2 separate regions of the Danio rerio genome follow, and region 2 is linked to region 1. The links are chromatin contacts, called in public HiCAR-type maps. All regions are on one chromosome and are shown on one strand. The core of a region is the stretch at or near the end of the contact, and the rest is flanking DNA. Distances in the headings are between cores, read along the strand shown.

Evidence for each region. HiCAR-type assays count read pairs that join an accessible place to other places.
Region 2: a HiCAR-type map of caudal fin shows a contact between it and region 1, with 13 times the contacts expected there. The contact joins the enhancer-like site here to the promoter of bcl6aa in region 1. A contact is called at or near these places in 5 of 18 Hi-C or Micro-C datasets (caudal fin, embryo, hematopoietic stem cells and 1 more) and 1 of 4 datasets of contacts at active chromatin or transcription factors (caudal fin).

Annotation. Positions count from the first base shown.
Region 1 is chr6:30,718,141-30,725,124 of GRCz12tu, forward strand. It overlaps bcl6aa (BCL6A transcription repressor a), which reads right to left and starts at 2,727. Exons shown (of 9, transcript NM_200734.2): 1 at 2,672-2,727. The coding sequence starts at 2,702. All of the region lies in intron 1 of LOC141386287, which reads left to right. It also overlaps a transcript of lpp not described here.
Region 2 is chr6:31,239,225-31,246,208 of GRCz12tu, forward strand. No RefSeq gene overlaps it. Among named protein-coding and RNA genes, the nearest start is that of tprg1, 14 kb to the right of the region's middle. Within about 2 kb of position 3,912, at least 15 of the 62 cell types and tissues checked have an H3K27ac peak or open chromatin away from gene starts, as enhancers often do.

The DNA.
Region 1 (6,984 bases), core at 1,477-3,976:
ACCTCCTCTGCTTTTTCTAACAAAGGAACAAAAAAAAAAAAAGAGGATACGCTATGGAGAATGACAGCCTCAGTCGCCATTCACTTTCATTGCAACTTATTTATTTATATATTTTTGCATATACTCAAAATGAATGGATTGAGGCTGTCATTCTGCCTGACATCTCCTTTTGTGTTCCACTGAAGAAAGAAAGTCATTCTGATTTTTCACAACAGGGAGGAGAGTTAATGATGACAGACTAATCATTTTTGGGTGAACTATCCCTTTAATCTGAAAAATCAATTATATGTATAGTCCTCAAAAATGCTGCCTTGTTTCTCTCCCCCATCTCCGATAGGGGGCGACAAATGATGAAAGTTTAGAGAACTGACATCCATCCACGTGCAGTACTTCTGTCAGGTCTGAGAGTCATTATTCATCCTACATAAAATTGTGTGACAGCATTATAGGAACTTTTATCAAGTTAATTTGTTTAAATGCTAGTCACGGAAAAAGGCATATGTATCTTAGTATGTCCCAATTTCACATTTACACAGTTTTTGCCTTGCAAAGAAAATTGCTTCTTTCCCTGCGAGTTTAAAGTCTTTATTTTTGGAGAAAAAAAACTCGAATGAGTCATGGGAAAATGTCGTTAGGCTGTTTATTGCGGTTCTGTGGACCGATACGCTTTACTATTGAGGGATGGGTGTAATAACAGACAAAGTGGAATAGTCAACAAACACAGCCGAAGAATTATGGTAATACAGCAGAAGAGTTTATTTTTGTAATGGATTAATTCTGTGATAGCCTCACACGTGTTTTTCTCTCCACCGTTGATATACTCCACCAATCACCTCAGACGGTTCTCCCAGTCACATCTGGCGCCTTGACACAAATATAGTTTCACTGAGCGCCTTTAAATAGTTAGGCGAACATTTCTCAGATGTTGAACATTCAGTATTAGAGATTCTGTTTCCATTTGAGACTACATAACATCAATATCCCGACCGCGAGCTGTCATGCTGCCAAAGCAGCTTAATCAGCCCGTGACTCTTGTAATGCTCTTGTGTGAGGAGGCGAAACACCCAGATGACCGAGAGAGGGGATCGGGATTTTAACGAGTGGACAAACAAACAAAAAAAGACACGCTCATGACGCACGGAAACCACCAAAACATTGCAAAACTCCAGCACGTTACAATGTTTTTGACAATTTAACCTAAACTTTTAAAACCGCACATTCACGTTCTCCACAACTACTTTCATCATTTTAGAAATGTAAAGTTTATCTTCCACGAGATGTCACCCAGAGACCGTTTTGTCATTCAGCGGTACTAAGCGACACTGACAACACCTGCGACTCTCGTATCAAGTCATATTTAGCAGATTCATCGGCATTTGAGCGCTCTTAAATCACCATGACGGTAAACAGAACGCCAACTTCTCACGAACACAGAAAAGTGTCAAGAGTAGCCTACACGCGTTCCGCTGTTAAGCTCTCGCGTCTCACGTTCTTAGTTTCCGTCTTAAGTGCTAGCCTAAATCTTATTTAACACTTTTATCCTATGTAACTGAACGCCAATAAATGTGCTCACTCCCCGAATAGAGACCGCGCCACAACACGCAAAGAACGGACAGAGATTTATGAGGCACTCGTTCGCTCAATGCCAAACAGCACTTTAAATATAGTCCATACCTGTTTATACATATACATTGCATTTTTAGTATCTATTTGGTGCCTCTGACACAAACACACGCATTGAAACGTACTCTAAAAATGAATAGAACACATTGGTGAGAATTGGCACATATACGCACAGAAAAAAAACATTAAGCTATAGCTGAGAGAAACTCGTGCAGGCTGGTCCTGCTACAAAGTGACAGCTACTGCAGAACGATACAAACTTTTCTATTGCATCTCTACTGCTGGAACACGTGAAATGCAACAATGTAAAACTCTCTGGAACCTTTATAAATCGTATCGACAATTCACATGACATAAACATTAATATATTTTCAAAGATGACATTGAGTCTCTGCGCTTCGGAAAAAATAAAGACAAATTGCAAATGCGCTCAACAGCTGTACAGCCAAATCAGAAAGGGTTATTAGGATGTGATTTACACCAACACAAACAAACTGCAAACACAAAGTACACGCTTTTGGCACAGGACAACAAAACCAAAACGTCACGAGAAAGAGCGAGCGAGAGTACAAACTCCGGGCTCTGAACTACTTTTAAAAACCTGCGCTGATTAAAGAAAAGGAGTGAAATTAATTTTCGGATGTCTTCGCTAACGATTCTGTTTTTATATTTAACCAAGCAGTACACAAACCCTGGTTTATATTCGTATCAACCAAGTGCTATTTAATCAACTCTAGAGCTTGTCTAGTTTGGCTGCTTTGGTACTGCGTCTGAATTTCCACCCCTCTTCTGCACACACTATTTACGACCCCACGATCCCGCAGTGAGGACTGACAGTGCAGTGTAGTTCATGCAGGACGACCTGAACTGTCAAAACTATTTTTACCAGACAGACCCACTGCATTAACAATCTGCCCTGAAAACTCCACAAAACGCCTCAAAATCAGCCGAAATAAACATTTAACCATAAAATCCAATAAAACAGCCTAATGAACATGTGTGACTAATGGCAGCAGCGCGCCAGTGGAAAAGAATGTAAAAAAATCACCTGGTAGTGCTTTCCTAGAAACTTCTTGCATCACCACTTCTAAGAACCCCAGTTCTAAGAATCAGAAGAGCTCAATTCTCGGAATTTGAGCTGGCGACCATACCATTTTTAGAGGGCAGGGGAGTGTCGTGTTTTGCTTTAAGTTTGCATTTCTTCGGTTATTGCTAAAAACATGATTTCACATCACTGCACTTTAATAACAAAACATAATGTTTATGTAAACGACGTTTTAAATGTAAACGAAATCATTATATTGCCGTAACGATTGAGAAAAATAGTGGCACTCGGTGTTTAATTCCTCCTCTCTAATGGACGCGTCCAGACAGAGACGGTCACGTGGGGAGAGAAAGTGGCTTACGTACGTTGTCTTTTTAGCCCAGCCTCAAAATACTCAGAACTAATTTGCTATTCCATGACATAAGCAAAGTGTCCATTCGTTGCTTTTCACTGTATTAAACCCACGGCCATAACCCAGTCTTTACAGAACATATCTGGAGCGCTTATTCACACGGACACGTTTTGTTTATTTATTGTGTTATTTTTGATACCTTTTTTCTATTATGTTGCCTCTTCAAATCTGTGGACCAGCCGGCCAGTGGGCACAAGGGTTTGTCTGATTGGGATTACATACATGAACATTGAGACATTGTGCTTGCATACCGGCTTTCTCGCATCTGGAATGTCGTTAATTTATTTTTAGAAAATTGTAACTTCGATTTAAACTGCTTTGTGCTCGTCGTGGTTTGTCTGTCACGTCCATATAACCGGTAGGCTATGAGCACGAACTGCTCTCGAATGGTTTAGGCAATTGTGTTCGAGAGGAATGTTGATTAATATTTATTTGACGCTTCGTTTCGGAATTGTGCGGGCTAATTGTCAAGTGACGCGCGAGCGCTGGTCTCTTGATGAATGCAGTGACAGAGGCAACAACTGACTGACCAATTAATCTTATTTTGCGTACAACTCCGCTTTACCAAACAACATTTGTAAAGCCACGCGATCTGTATAAACTGATTTTACATTCCGTGAAGTGTCACATATCCCTCACGTTGAAACTCGATGACAGCAGCATACTAAAAACAGCAGTTCGTACAAACACTTGTTGTTTAGGCCCACGGATATTCAATATATGTTTATATGCGCGTTAACTGCGTTAAACTGTTTGCTCGTGAACGGTCTTTGCTAGTTTGTTTTTATAATATATTCTTCTTAAAGCGTCGAAACTTTTAAAAACTGAAATTAAGCTGCAAAAACCGACATATTAGCATCTCTAGTTAACCCCAGGCCTCCGTTTATTAGCCTGTAGGGCACACAGTAGTTAACCTGTAGTAGTTTTAATGCCTTTTTTTCCAGAGGTACCGCAAAATATTGGAGAATAAAAAGAATTTCTGATATTCATCTGTCGTAACTCTCTTCAAAGTTTTACTCATCTTTTTTTTTAAGTTACGATGCAGATGTGGACATGTTTTATTCTGTCAAAGTGGCCATGCGGTGGTTTTGAAAAGCATCTGTCAGAAAGCATAAGGAGGAGGAGATGACACGTCTGTTTGCTGCTTTGAGCATATTCTCTTCCTCTTTCAAGTTAACATTTTTTTCTTATTGTCAAGCGCGAACAGTCAGTGCAGGTCCAAACGCACGTCAGGCGTCGTGTTTTCCAGAATACACTCGCAAAATAAGTCTAGCAAGCTCCCCGAGTTTACTCATTCGGTTATAACAGTAGTTACTGCGATATCCCCTGAGACACATCAACTCATAAGAACACCTGATAAAGAGAGAGAAGTTAAAGTATTTTAGATGACCCATCAGATTAACTGAAGACCATAATTTACCTCAAGTATTCAGAGATCAGCTAACGCTGGTTTAGCGAGCACAATCCTCGATGTTTGTGTGAGGGATAAAACGTTATTTTTTAGCACATATATTAGTCTATATTTTTGCATATATCGTCTCTGATGCATGTTTTGGTCTCCAGGAGATTAATTTTTGTAAGGTAAAGTGCTGAGTAACGAACAACATGAACTTAATATGTGAGCATTCCCTTGGGCATTCTATAATCTCACTTTGTTTTTTGCCACTGAAATTAATTATTATTGTGTAATATGGGCTATGCAACGTGAACTCTGGAATGCAAGGAACTTTTCCGCTGGGTCGTAAATATTTGGTCTGCTAGTAGTTTTGGATCTCATTTGCTCTAGACGTTTTTGTTTTAAGGCCTGTTAAGTTTGTAGATTTTAACATGATGTCCTTGCATGCTTTTTGTTATGAAGATTGCTTGTAAAATTGGTAATGTGGAAAACTATCGAAATGAACAGCATAGTGAGTGCTTTATATTATTGAACCCACTTTGCATATTTTTGTACAATCTGCTTATAACCATATGCATTGTTTGTTATTTGCTATTGTGTATTGTAAATGTGTGTAGATGCATATTGACAGATAATAAATAAAATAGTTTTTACTACATTTCGATGTCAAGTGTTTGATTTGCTTACTTTGAAGCTAAGCTTTTGTGGCGTATGCATGTGGGCATCTTGAGACGTGAATCAGAAATATGAACTGAATGGTTATATTTGAGGTAGTAAGAACACATTATTAATGGTGTTGTAATCACTCTAGTTGTCATATTTCCTTCTGTAAGGCTAACTGTAAACTCTGACCTACATATACAACCTTTTACATAACTATCACCTGTAGTTTTAAGCTTAAGCTGAAAGAAAAGTCACCAGGAACTTCTGTCTTTTTTCATATTATTATGGCAGTTTTGTTTTGAGGGAAATAATAAGAGGAAATGGAACAAGTAGTGAACAAAAATGTGTTTGTATTAAGGATGATGGGTGTAAATTAATCTATATGGCGAAAAATGTCGACCAGATCTGTTTAATTTTGATTGCTTAATTCACTTTGGATTTGACTTGTGGACTGCTTAGTGACTGACTTTCTGACACGCTCACCTGAGTAACTGCGTTTGTGGCTCCAGCTGTGGGGAGCAGGTCCGTCCTCCCTTGTGCCGTTTATACCCTGACACAGAAGCAGCATCTGTTGGGCTGTGGTAGAAAAAAAAAAAAAAATTTCAATGTATGTTTTACATCTAATAGATTAGATTTTTTTTTTGTCTGGATTTTTTGCAACCATAATATTTTGCTGATCAATTTTTCACAACAAATGACAGATATGAGAAAAATGATTCTGATATTGCGAAGACTAATAGACTAAGTAATAGAGAGCAATTTATATTTTTTATTTAATATAAATTTATTGATGTACTTAGTTTTTCAGGCTGACCTCTTTTTTTTTTTGTGATTGTTGTTTACCTGTTTCGTAGGCCCACTTTTATGTGGGCTTTTTTTCTTAAAAATGGATGCTGCTTATATATTTATTCAAGACAGCAGAACGTAAAGGTTAAAGTCTTGGCAGACAGCTTTATTTAAATTTATACTTTATTTCTTTTGTGACAACTTTGATCTGTTAAACATCATAATGTAAATAACCTGACAAGAAGAAGGTTAGGTTTGCACATACCGATCTAGTCTATCTCTGATCTCATTCTTGTTCTTTGGTTTCATTTGTATCTTGATTTGTGCTTTGTATATACTACTAATACAGACACTGTAATTATTTACACATATTGAGTGATTATTATTATTTTTTGTTGTAGATCTTCTGTATGGCAACAGCGTCATCATTGCACCATTTAGTTATATGAAATGGTGGAACATCAACAAAGGGGGGAAAAAAAGCACTGCTGAACTTTTGTGACACTATAGTGTGACTCAAAGGAAAAAAAAAAGATCTCACAAAGCACCGAGATAGAGATCAAATCAGGCAAGTGAAAAAGTGACAAAACCTGACGTACAGCTTTTCTTTGTTTCAAAACAAGCACTATCAGAAAGCTTTGGCTTCACTCCATCCATGAATCAAACAAAGTACATACTATAATATGATATGACAGACTAATATTCTGTCACACTTTTTATTAGGTGTTCTTAACTACTGTGTAAATATCGACACAATAATAATAAAACAGGATTGTACTTATGCAAAACACCTTGCTATTGCAATGGGATACTGTGAATGTTATTAGCAGGCTTAGTGTGTAGATTTAAGCGTTAGTTAAATAAACTTAATTAATTACACCTGCTAATTAAGTGTTTATGCTTTGAAATATAAGTACAGGATAAATACACACAAGTATCATTCCATCATATTAATAACCTATTTAGGAATTCGTTGAGAACAATTCAAATTCAGTAAAAAAAATAAAAAGAAACTTTCTATTCAGGTGCAGATTTCATGACGTTAACTCTTGAACTTTC
Region 2 (6,984 bases), core at 2,662-5,161, 520 kb after region 1:
AACCAGCACATGTTTTACACAGCAGATGCTCTTCCAGCTGCAAGCCATCACAGGGAAATATCCACACACACATGCACTACAGACAATTTAACTTACCTCTTTCACCTATAGCCCATGCCTTTGGACTTGTGGAGAAAACCAGAGCATCTGGAGGAAACCCACACAAACACATTGAGAAGATGCAAACAAAGAAATTCCAACCGACCCAGCCGAGGCTCGAATCAGAGATCTTCTTGCTGTGAGGCAATCATGCTACCCACTGCGCCAACATGACGTCCACAAGTTGTGGATTAATGTATTAAAACATAGTGTATCACATTTTGATGAGTTTTTGGCTGCATATCTGCTGGCCAATGAGAGTGCCTATGATGACCTTTGTTCACCGCTTACATCTAGACATGTAGAAGAAGTAGTTTTTTTTTTTTATCCAAAGAATCTTATGTTTCTTTTTTTTTTTTTTTGTATGGGATGTAGACTGTCATATTGCTGTTTACCTGGGAAAGTCACAGCATCAAGATGTATTGTGAGATCATGACAAGTTAGTGTAGGAAGTGGGTTAGCAATGTTCTGCAGGGAAATTCTTGAGTGTGGCTATTCATGTGGCCAAAACTGACACATGAATTCTTCTTAAACTCTCTTCCAGAGCAGATGCCCATTCATGACAGTGGTAGTACGTGCTGGAAGACTGGACACTTTGTTGAGGAATAGTTTTAGGAACATGATAAAGAGTTTAATATGTTGCCCATGTACAACAACCCCAATTCACAACCTACAAATCTTGAAGAGTGTCTTTTAGAGACTAGAGTTTAGAGTATGTCTGTGCCGTTTTGGTGGCGCACAGATCAAGGGCAACTCTAGAGGGGTGGCATAGACCCCTATAGGTTATAGGCTAGGATTCCTGTAGCCTATCCTAGAACCTCATGTTTGGATTTGGACGTTTTGGCATTAATTTATTCTGGCATTTTATGCATGAATTTCAATTCTGTACATGTTTCACGAACAACACAACGCTAAAACACAAATGTGTTACCAGCAGTCATCATTTTGAGCATGCCCTTGAGGCTGTGTCTAAACATGCACATGTCAGAGTATCTAAGCCCAGAGGGGCAATAAACTTTCCTGAGTTGCCGGCTGAACCTACTAGTTTCGCTATCAAATCATGTGTGTGAATGAGGGAAGGAAAACTACAACAGGAAATAGCCCATCTTCTTGAAGATTTCTCAAATACAAAGCTCATTACATGCTTGAGTCATTTATAATGCAGGTGTGCGTTACATACTGTAAGCCTACAACCAACTGCTAATTTTGCTCTTTCTTAAGTTCTTTTTCATCTCCACGTCTTGGACGTATCTGAGTCACGCGGGTTGGCAGGTTGCATTTATTAACAACAGGACTAAGAAAGAGTGAGGAGGATGGAGGAGGCCGCAGGAGGTGTCATTTTTCATCGCCTGTGGAAACCTCATCGGTCAGAACAGAATCCGACAAGCATGTCAGAGCAATCTCCTCAGTGCTGATATCTCCGACTTCCCTTTTACTGCTGCCCTGCTCTGCGTCTCACCGCGCATCAGGTCCCAGAGGGCAAAAAGATGTGGAAACACAACAACAGTCAACAGACACAATGATACCCTCCTTACACCTGTCACAAAACCACTCTGCCTCCTGTGATTCTTCATTGCGAGCAAAACAAGTTTTTGGTACCCAATCATGATTTCCCAAATAAATGCTCTGAACAGTTTTGAAGCTTTTCTCGTCTTTTTGTTCGTTTCAAGCAAACAATGCACATGAATCCTAAAGGAAAAGTAGGTCACCAGAAGGTTATTTTTAGAGCATAACACACACTCCTTATAAATGGGCAACTGCAGATGCGTCGTTTTTGTACGAGACATCAGCCGAATGCATCAGGCGAACATACAGAGAGTCGAGATTTTCAATTTGCCAGCGAGTCGAGTTAGCTATTAATCCGGTTTCAAACTTTAATGCCCTCCTGCGGGGATGAGAGGCCATGTCAGAGCATAGCGCGCGGGCGCATGTGTGTGTGAGAGGAGAGCCGCGTGGATTGTCTTTGATGATCGAGGGACATGTAAGGATTTGTTAAACCCTTCATTTTAAGTGGACCCCTGTTTCATCAGCCTCTCAGCCTTTTTTTCCTGCTGAGGTGTTGTACTTTCACTTTGCTTTAGAAGAAGACGCCCTCAAAATGTTTGCTGTCTCGTTCGGGTTTTTAGCTGACTGATTAAAGATAAAGCATCATAAAGAATCGGTCAGACATTTAATCAAATTGGACTGCCCAAATGCAGTTAGGTCACAATGTCAAAAATATATAGCTAGGTGAGAGTATCGCTTCGCTGTACAGTTAGTTACCACAGCCCATGCAATCATCCAGCTTTGTTACATACTCCAGCTCTCCACACTCATAAGAAGACCAGGCTCAGTGAAGCGGAATGCAAGTGGGCAACCAGGCTGAAAATGTACTGTAATCCTATAGGCATTGTGTGGAAAAACACAAGAATCCACCGTTAACTCTAAATGAGCCAAATTCAAGTCCGTTCAAGCCAACCAACAACTGAAAACATTGTTAGGAGTAGCTCCATATGGAATTTTTGACAGGAATGAAAATGATGTTTTCAAGTAAAGAAGTAGGCCTACTGGAGAGCTTGATTAGTTGGTTCAGGTGTGTTTAATAGGGGTTGGAACTAAAATATGCAGGATACTGGCCCTCCAGGACCGAGTTTGGGCATCCCTGCTTTATTGAAACCATTAGAAGAAATTTTTGGACTATCAAGGGTTCTGCCGTGTCTGTGCTGACTTGTGCTTGTGGAAATGTACAATTGACTCCAGTACAGAAGAACAGTTTTTTTAACCATTATTTAAACACAGATCACCTCAAATTGAAGCAAACATAGCAAAGTCTATTTCTTTGCATGTCGTTCATGTGTTTCCCAACAGCAGGTGCAGGTATGTTTGTGTGGTTTCTTTCACTGCCATGCACACATCGAATTTAACAGCAAGACAAGTGCAGAGGTGTATGGCACCATCTGGACACAGAAAGAGGGTCAGTACACTCAGATAACCTCAGGGTAAATACACATCTCACAGCAAATCACCAATGAATGAAAAATAGAGCTTTTTAAAAAAGAAACTTCCCTCAAAATCCCTTCAAAAAAACACAGCTGTTAATTGCTCTGTGCCTCCTACAGCACCTGACTAACAAGAGGGATTTCTTTGGCTTTGTTTGTTTACTTCAGGCCAAAAAAGGTCAAGTGAAGCGGAGACATATTATATAGGCCAGCGCAATGAGGCAGCCAAAGTGAAATGAGGCAGAAATACAAACCTTAAGACGGATTAAAGTAGATCCGATCAAAGTTTTTAGGACTTCTTGAAAAGGGTCAGAATGTCACTGCGTCACCCAGAGCTGACATTAAAATATGCTGTGGTTACAGCAATGTTGTGCTTTATGCAAATCACATGTGCCACACAGCATAGCTTTGTTGTATTTGGGACAAAAGCGGCCCGATATTCGACAAAATGTGTGGCCTCTAAGGTCAAACCGGGCCTATGATATTAAATCGTTCATAACAGATCAGCACTGGGAGGATGATATATACAGTACTTTGTAATTTTTTTCTGCCTCATCAAAGCTTATTTTCATCATCGGATATTCTTAAGGGCAGGGATTAATCATCATCAGGGATTTTCATTAGAAATGTAAAGATATGTACTTCGTGGATAGATTTGTTTGACCCATGTCCCCCACAGCACAGTCCATTCCAAACTTCTAATAATAATCAGACCAGATCATCTCAGCGGAGGCCTGATCCATTCAGGTCAATGAGAGTCAACAGTATATTAGTAGCAGCGGCACTGTAAGCCTCAGAGGCTGCTCAAGCGTTCCCTCTCCAGAGTCTGCTTAAAGAATGAGTCAAAGCTGTGAGAACACTGCCACCCTGTGCCCGATGCAGAAACTGCTCTCAAACTGTTTTCTGTTTCATTCGAATGTAGTAGAATTAGGAACTCTGTTTTTAGATCTTTGATTAGAGCCTTTGGCAATAGGTCAGCATAATATTAATAAATAATAAAAATAAAAAATAAATAAATATAATATTAATAATACTAATAATAATAATAATAGGCAACACGGTGGTGTAGTGGGTAGCACTGTCACCTGACAGCAAAAAGGTCGCTGGGTCAGTTGGCATTGGAGTTTGCATGTTATCCCTTGGGTTTCCTCCAGGTGTTCCGTTTTCCCCCACAGCTCAAATACTTGTGGTAGGCTATAGGTGAATTGAATAAGCTAAATTGGCCATAGTGTATGTATGTGAATGCAAGAGTGTTTGGGTGCTTCCCAGTGCTGGGTTGCGGCTAGAAGGGCATCTGCTGCGTAATAACACATGCTAAATAGGTAGGCGGTTTATTCCACTGTTGATTAATAATGGGAAAAAAGCTTAAAAGAAAATAAATAAATGAATAATAATAATAATAATAAATATATAATACCTGATTGCATGTTTTTGTGAAATATCATGACAGAAATTTGTATAATGACAAGTGTATGACACAGGTATTACAAGGAGAATGTGACTTATGAGGACATTGCCTATACCATGCCTATTTTTCAAAAGACATAAATCTTTTTTTTTTTCTTCAGAAAGTAAATATGCACATAATTTCCTTTGAGGGTTGGATTTAGAAATAGGCTTGGGGTTGGGGCTAAAAAACAGTTTAAACAGTATAAAATCAATGGCATCCTATAAAATATCCCCCCAAAAATGAGTGTTTGTGTGTGTAGCAGATTAAAAAAAAAAAAAAAACAGGTAGCTGTGGACTTGATTAAAGGCATTTTTAAAAAGTAACATCATTCATTCATTCATTTACTTTTCAGCTTTGTCCTTTTATTAATCTGGGGTCACCAGAGCAGAATGAACTGCCAACTTATCCTGCATATGCTACCCACAGCATCACCCTAAAAAGTAACCTAGTAAACTTTAACATTGGGTGGCCTAATGACATGAGCATCATTAAATTAGTAAATTAAAAGCAAAACTTTTTTGAGTGAAAAACCTTACATCTTTAAATCTGCTGTGATGCCTTTTGGTCACGAATTACACATGCACATTTCAGTAATCCAACAGATCAAATGTTAAGGTGTTTACATGCCAGACAGAACTGGGGTAATAATTCTCCAAAATATGTCTGTGCTGATCGGTTTATGCTTAAGCTGTTTATGAAGGTTTAACACATTTATGACCACACATGTTGACCTCGTGCATGTAAACAGATTCACTCATCCACTCCCCTTCAGCTTATTTCCTCCTTTATCAGGGGTCACCAAAGCAGAATGAACCTCCAATTACGCTTGCATATGTTTTTATGGTGGATTCTCTTCCTGTCGCAGCCCAGAACTGAGAGTACAACCATTAGTGCTGGGAAACACTCACACACTCTCCCATTCACACACTTTGGCCAATTTACTTTATCACGTTAACCTGTTTCAAATGACTTTGGGGGAAGCCGGAGCACCTGGAGGAAACCCACGGAAAGACACATGGAGAAAATGCAAACTTCACACAAACAGGTCTTCTGGTCCTCCTAGATAAAATCATTTAATGCCTCTAATCACATTAATATACAAACCATAACACAAATTTAGCATTTTCAAAATTAGTATATTGCACAATTTTATTTTTATTTTTTAAATGTTGGTATATGAAAAAATACCACTTTAAACAACTGAGAGTTTTTGTATATGAATAACACCATATTTACTTTATTGCTTTATTTACTTTATTACTTTATTATACTATAGCTTTCAAATCAAAGCTATAGTAATTTAACTGCCAGGGCATTCATTGATAATTAGGTGATCATTACATCAGTGGGCCCAGTTCCTGTCTTCCACCACACTGCTCTCAGATAACCAGCTTAATAGATAAGAGCATTATGAGAGCTTTACTTTGTTCAGAATTACGTCTTTACAGTGTTAACCTGAACACAGAAAATCTTGTGTATATCTTGTGTAAATCCCGGGAAATCTACATCCCCGGCTCATTCTGAAAACGCACCTCTATATACATTCCTGGAGTCCACGAAATAGTCCTACGAGGTACTTTTTTTTGCAGTTTTTTTGCGAGAGGCTGTCATTCACACCTGCTATTTTTGCATAAACCCACCAGAGGCCACTGTTGACTGATTGTTTGACTGACTGACTGACTGACTGACTAACTGACTGAATGACTGACCGACCAATCGACTGACCCACCCTCCTTATTCCCTAAACCCAACCACTACTACGTTTTCAGATTTTACCACATTCTTTACTTATTATTTACTTATTTAAAGCTGTTTATATGTCGGTCAGCTGGTAAACGCAATAAGAAATGGCGTCATACCACCCCATATGAACCTCTGGCTACATAATTTGTGGTCTCCAGAAACGTATATAGGACTACGTTGTTTTACTACGTAATTTAACTTCACTTCAGAAAGTTCATTCATATATTTTCCAAACACCACTGCCAGCAGCTTATCTATTACATACATTTCAGTTAGACTTAATTACTTTAGTCAAATGCCAACATATATATATATATATATATATATATATATATATATATATATATATATATATATATACATACACACACACACACACACACAAAACCCTAATAAGTTGACTGAGCTAAATTAATTGAGTAAACTCGTTGCCTCATTTTAATTAAGTAATGGAGAGTCTCCCAAAATTTTAAGTTAATATATATATATATATATATATATATATATATATATATATATATATATATATATATATATATATATATATATTTCAGAATATGACGAATATATATACCTGAAGCCATTTGTTTTTTGATATAAAAAAAGACTTTGCACTTAAAAGGTTGCACATATTGGAATTTTACAGTCAAGACCACATTCGTGAAAACCTATTTGTTTCAAATGATTAATTATGATTTTGAGTAAAATACACTT